2 separate regions of the Pan troglodytes genome follow, and region 2 is linked to region 1. The links are chromatin contacts, called in public Hi-C maps. All regions are on one chromosome and are shown on one strand. The core of a region is the stretch at or near the end of the contact, and the rest is flanking DNA. Distances in the headings are between cores, read along the strand shown.

Region 1 (3,186 bases), core at 217-2,716:
CGAAGTGATGCCTGTTTCAGCAAATTAAGAACTTCCAAAAATACTGAACACGTTAACACATGCATGGCTTCCCTCGAGCTGCCATTTAAGATTAATATTCCACTTAAATAAAAGTCTGCTTCTGTTCAAAAAATTACATCGGTTGCAAAGAGGAAGTTACCGAGAAACCACCCTCACAACGTGGCCTTTACACTGTCAGAAAATAACGTGACTCTGTGCCACCCAAAACTTACCAGGAAGCTGGCAATAACTTTGCCAATTCTACACTCCTGAACCCAACTTCAAAGAGCCTCCACCGAATACCTCCTTAAGACGATAAAAAGCACTAAGTTACAAATAAACACGTCCCGGAGCAAGGCCCGGCTGCCGCGCGCCCCTCCCCCGGCCGGCGCCCCCGCCCCGGACGCGCGGCCCCAACAGCCGCCCGCAGCCCCTAGCACGCCGGCCGGGGTCGCCGCGCCCGGGCCGGGGACGCGCCCGGGGAGGGGAGATTTCCATTGCCGCCCGAGGTTTCACAAAATAGCATGCACCGAAAAGCTCCTTCTCCTCTGCTAAAAATAGGCTATAAAGGAGTCGGCCTCATGATGGCTCCTTGATTCAATTTGCTGCAAATCCTTTCCTGAAAGCCTCCCTCCCTCAAACACACACGCACAAAAAGGGGGTGTAAATGCACGAAGGGAGGAAGAGGGGGAGAAGGCCGAGGTGCACATTTTCGGGGACAACATAATTAGGGTGAGGATCCCCCGAGACCGGGAAAGGGTAGGGGGGTGGGCAGGCACGTGAGCATTTCAAAGAAACCTGAGAGAGGAAAACGGGGGGATGGGGGCGCCCCAAGTGCCCTCCCTGCCTTCCCTTCCCCCACGCAAGCCCAGTTCCCCCAAGGGCCAAGTTGAAAAATGCATGTTCCACTCGCGCCCATCCCCCCCCGCGGCCCAGCGCCCCCGGCCGCCTCTGGCCCGCGCCCCCCGCCCAGGCCCCCGGCCGCCCCCACTCCAGGGTCCGGCCCCCAGCGCTTACCTGGAAACGGTGGCCTCCAACGCCGCTCCCCCCTCCCGGGAATGGAGGCACAAGGAAATTCCCCTCCTCGCCGCCGCCGCCACCGCCTCCAACCACCCCCAAAATAACCCCTCCGGGGGGTGAGAGGCAATTATAACCCCAGCGAGCGGAGGGCGCGGGGGATGGGCGCCGGGCGGGCGGGGGCGGGGAGCGCGGCGCGGGTCCCCAGGTGGCGAGCGGAGGTGCTCCCGCCGCGGGGGGAGGGGCGGGGGCGCACGCGGCCGGCGGCGGGGGGAGGCGGCGCGCGGGGGAAGGGCGCGAGCGGGGAGAGGAATTGAGGCAGAAGGTAAAAGCTGTTACTAAGGGAAAGAGCCAAACGGTTCGGAGCAGCCAACGGCTCAGACACTCAACACTGGGGAGAGAGGAATGGGGACCAGCCAGGCACAAATGAGCTCGCGAGGCCCGCGGCGGCGGCGGCGGCGGCGGCGGCCGCGCAGCAAAACAAACCCGAGCGGCCTGCGCCGGGCGGGCGGGCGGGCGCGCGGGGGAGGGGCCGGCGGGGGAGGGGCGCCGCGGACGCCGGGAGGCGGCGGCGGCGCGGCGGGGGGGCTCCAGCGGCCGCGCTCCTCTCCCTCCCGGCCCGCTCTGGCGGCACTGGGGGCTGGGCTGTGCGGCGCATTCTTTTAAAAATCAGGCGAGCCCCGCGGGCACTCGAAGGCGCCTCGGGGCCCCGGGCCGCCCGCCCCGCCCCCACCGCCGCGGGCCGGCCTGGGTGTGCTCGGGTGTGGGCCGCTGGGCCCGAGACGGGTGGGGGCGGGGAGGCCCGCGCGGTGGCCGGGGTGGAGCCGCCGGCGAAGTTTCCCAAGGACGCCGCGGGCTCCCGCGTGTCCGGGGGGCGGCCCGGCGGCGTTGGGGGCTGGGCGCACACGCGGCGGGCATGTGGGGGAGTGCGGCGCGGCATCATATGGACATTTGTTTGTGAAAATCTCTGTGAACACCTTTGTGTGCGTAAATACATATGGTTCTCCGAAGCGTACCTGGAAAGGTGCTTTATCTGTAATAAGCGACTTTCAAAATGTGATCCAGAGCACGGGATCTGGAGAGAAAACACACGCACACAAGAAAAGGTTTTTGATACTAAACACAAAGCTGTAATTGAAGTATTTATGCCCAAATGTACTGTGAATCAAGCATATGGTGGTATTTATCATCTGGTGGGTCTGTTTGAAAGGTTTGCTCGATCAGTTCTTACTTCACAAAAATAAAATAATGTAACTAAATGTTTACTAAATATATACCTCCACGGTGGCATCCACAGTAGAAGTTTATCCACTTTGTGTACTTTTTGCATGTGTGAAGCACAGCAAGGCGGTTTATAAAGTATAACTTAGATGAGTGATAATGTGGCAGTATGGTTGAGGGAGGGTTGTTTTTAAAGAAGGGAGGCACCTCACAGGTTTTAAAGCAAATGGGGTGGTAATCTTGCTAAGACTTTCAGAAAGATGGGGTAGGGTGGTTTTTAGAGCTTTGTATAAGCTCAGGACTGGAGAAGCAGCCACCCTTTTACATTAAGATACGACTTGAAACCTTTTTGTTATTTCGGTTATTACTGCCTTCAAAGCAAAATAATGTTTGCAGCTTTCTTAAAGGTGAAGGGTTCTGTTTTCCTACTTTCATCAGAATATTTGAAAATAGATGTAGTGATCACTTTAAAGCAACCATCATTTCCTCTCAATGTCAGAAGCCTGAAGTTTTGCGACACACACACACACACACACACACACACACACATTAGTCGTAACTTGCACCAGTCTGGACTCCTGGTGGCCTAATAAGTTCAGTAATTAGACAGATGCTTTCTTGGCCAAGGTCAATGTCTCTTTCCCCCCTGAGCCCTTGCTTGGGGGAGCTGCCAGAGGCCTTTCCTGAATGACCTAGTGGGGCAGGGAGCAGGAAAACCATCAGAGGAAAGGGAGTGGGATTGGAAACTCCCTTCCAACCACCAGAGAGTTCAAAGCATATTAGTCGTATGTCCTTAGAGCTATTTTCATGTATGAAAGTGGGAATGTTGGATTAAACAATGTCACCCGATGGGAATTTAGATAACTGCAGGTTTCCAAAACACTATGCAGAGTGTACAGGGAAACCGCACAAAGCAAGTTTTGCATTTCAATAGGATTCTAAAGCTGA
Region 2 (3,186 bases), core at 466-2,965, 160 kb after region 1:
CAGCCTGTCTGGCTGTGGCTGAGGCTCTATCTTTGTCTTCTCCTCGATCTTTATCTCTGTTTCTGCCTTCAGATTGGCCTTGCCTCTCCTCTCCTGACCATGGGAAACATGGTCATGTATGTTATAATATCTTGCAGTTTTAGCCCTGGGGAGAAACTGACTTTTTCACTTCCAGTTTCAAAATTTCCCAAGAAGGCTTTTGATTGGATTCAAATATGTCAGCTCTTCCCGCTGGGACCAATCCCCTGTGGCAAGGTGGGGGAGGGAAATTTGAGAAGGGCCGTGAATGGTCCAGCTTAGGTCAGAGGTACAGTTTCCACGTCCCCACCCCCACCCCCGCCCCGTCAACAAAACAGCTCTGCCCTGTAAGCCTGTGGGTGTGGGTGAAGGTGGAAGTGGGTCGGAAGAGGCTGCGGGCTCCACTTTGCCAGGAGTGTAGGGGGAAGGGCTGAGTTGAGGAAACAATGGGTCTAGCACTTCTGCTGACCTTGTTTTCAGAAACAACCACAGGGCCTCTGGCCCGAGTGGAACTTGACTCATAAAGGCGAGAGACTTGACTATTGAAAAAGGTCTCCTATGAAATCTGAATTTCACTTAATCCTCAGAACAACTGTTGAGGGGGTTGTTACTACTCCCATTTTAAGACGCGGACTGTAGAGAGGGTAACCACCCTGTCCACATTCACACAGCGAACACGTGGTGGGGCAGGGCTCAAGTCCAGGCGATTCCAAAGTCCCCCCGTGCTGTTTGCGCCACGCGGTGCTCCCACCAAGCCCACTCCGCGGGGAGAAAAACCACAGGCCTCGGAGGAGGAGCGGCTCCTCGCAGTGGGGTGGGGCAGAGGCCAGCATGAGGCCTTGTTCACTGGAGGATTCCACAGGCCTGGAACGGAAAGAATGGGAGCTCTGCAGGCAGGCAGAGCCCAGGGCGCCCAGTGCCCCCAGGCTGCGACAGCCAAGTCGGTGGGCGCGCCTGGCGGGGCTTGAAGGAAAGGTCCAGAGCCGGTGGGAAAGGCCAGGCCCCGGGGTAGAGCGCTTCCTTCCAGATCCCGGCCTTTAACTGCAATTCCGTTTTAAGGGCAACCCTGCCCGGTTCACACCTAGCCTTGAAGATGACAGATTGCACTGTGAGCAATTTGCAGGGTGAGAACGGGAGCCTACGACTCCGCACCTGCACTGCCAGAGCCATAAATGCAGCAAATCATGGCCTATAAAATGTCACCACTGCTGAGGTGCAATTTTCCAGGGGTCTTCTGCAGAGGGAACTCCACCACGGAGAGCGACCCTCGGCTCTGCAGCCTAAGAGGAAGGCCCCTGCAGGGTGGGGGAGGGAACAGGGAGGTCTTTCTCCCCATCCCCTTCGTGCCACTGCTCCCCCCTTTGTGACCCCACTCTGCCACGTGGTAAAAGCTTCCGGGGGGAGGCATTAGTTATTTCTGCCTGAGGAGTTTTTGACCAAACGTAAACATCAGAGGAGCGGGAACCCGAGCCCCGCCTGGGCTGGGCGGCAGCGACCCCGACGCCGCGGCGGCAGAGCCGGAGCTCGAAGCAGCTGCCGCGGTTGCGAGCCGCCCCTCCCCCGCCAGGCTGGCGAGCCCATTTTCGCTTGGCCGGTCTCCGCGCTGCCGGATGGATTGCGCCCCACCCCCGCTCCTCTGCTCAGTCATTCAGACTTGGAAAGTCAATAACACGCTGACATCATCAGGGGTTTGTGTATTATTACACGGCTACTTTCCAGAGTACCTGGCATTATCTAAGAGAGGAGCACTCCGGCTGCCCAAGAAAGGGCCTGAACTGGGAGCTTGGCGGCCTCGGGGAGGGGCGGCTGCTCAGAGCCAGGCCTTTCCCTAGTGGGGAGGGCATCTGCAAGGCACAAATTAGAAACAGATTATGAGCTTTTGCTTCACTAAATGCAGATGCACTTTAGATATCGATACATGCTTCATTTTGGCTTCGGGTGCACTTATAAATCATCCTTAAGCGACCTCTATTTCTACCAAAGACATCCACTTGGTCTTTAAGAAGCATTCTCAGTGATCCTCACAAAGGAAAAAAAAAAAAAGGAGATATCTTCTGTGACAGGAAGCCAAAGGCTGATTTTCTTTTTTTTTTTTTTGAGACTCTTGGAGTGTGTGTGTGTGTGTGTGTGTGTGTGTGTGTATATGTGTGTGCGCGCGGGCGCGGGCGCGCGCGATTCTCTGTTATGTAATCGCCATCACGGGTGATTAGGTCTTCTAGGTCTTTCCCTCCAGGGCTGAACTGGATGGTTTGGTTGCTGTGTTTTTCTTAAGCCTCACACAGGGCAAACACACATGAAAAACATGTCCCAGATTTATGGCGCAAAACTGCTCTCCAAGCAAATTGCCTTAGAAGACTGTCTCGGTTTTGGAGGAAGGAAATAGATGAATTTGTTGCTAATTAAGACTCCTTATCTTACTACTCTGGCATTTCCTTTTTTCTAGAACGAGTTTTTAAAAATAATTTTATGTAGTTTAGATGTTCCCTCCCTTCCCCCTTGCTGTAATGGTACTTGAAATAGCTTAAATAACTAATTGTATAGACAACTGTACTTTTGTTCTACACACACACACACAAACACATACACACCAGTTAACGTGAAAGGCAGTAACTCATACAACATGGTACCTTTTCTGTTTGGCCATACAGACTGTTTCCTTCTTTACACACACAGGGCTGATCTCATTTAAATTCTCTTAGCATCTTAAATTGCAAAAAATGGCAGCCAGCTGAAAACTGGCTACCTGGAGAATTACAAGGGGAGAGAGCTGTTCTTTGGCCTCATCTTAATCTCTCTGTACCTCAAGCACGGAGTCATCTCTGATTGATAAAAGTCTTTAGAGCTCCCCAGGAGGAAGCGAAGCAGACATGTTTTTCAACAATGTAACAATTTCCCTATGTGTACTTGATCATTTCGGGAGAACTTGTAGTAGATTATGACTACTTCCCTCCAGATGGTCTGACGGAAAAACTCTCCCACCAGACTTGCACTTCTAAAATCACTTCCCCAGGCCTGGCCCTCCCACCCCACCCCTATTTCCCCTTTCGGAGGTGCAGGCAGCTGGGGAGGCCTGGAGCACCAGACCTCCAAGATGGCCCAGCATGTGTTGAGTCTGGAGGCTGAAGCTGCTGAAGTGGGGAAGGGTGGGGGCACTCGCTTCCAACTGGG

What was found. Hi-C and Micro-C count contacts between places; a contact is called where the count stands out from the background.
Region 2: a Hi-C map of induced pluripotent stem cells shows a contact between it and region 1, with 4 times the contacts expected there. The contact joins the enhancer-like site here to the promoter of TBL1XR1 in region 1. A contact is called at or near these places in 5 of 7 Hi-C or Micro-C datasets (blood, induced pluripotent stem cells, a lymphoblastoid cell line and 1 more), 1 of 1 datasets of contacts at active chromatin or transcription factors (stem cell-derived excitatory neurons) and 1 of 1 other capture datasets (stem cell-derived neural stem cells).

Annotation. Positions count from the first base shown.
Region 1 is chr2:180,394,421-180,397,606 of NHGRI_mPanTro3-v2.0_pri, forward strand. It overlaps TBL1XR1 (TBL1X/Y related 1), which reads right to left and starts at 1,467. Exons shown (of 15, transcript XM_016942314.4): 1 at 1,018-1,467.
Region 2 is chr2:180,558,531-180,561,716 of NHGRI_mPanTro3-v2.0_pri, forward strand. No RefSeq gene overlaps it. Among named protein-coding and RNA genes, the nearest start is that of TBL1XR1, 160 kb to the left of the region's middle. Within about 2 kb of position 1,716, at least 24 of the 24 cell types and tissues checked have an H3K27ac peak or open chromatin away from gene starts, as enhancers often do. A contact at or near this core is called in induced pluripotent stem cells, a lymphoblastoid cell line, stem cell-derived excitatory neurons and 2 more, where this site is marked.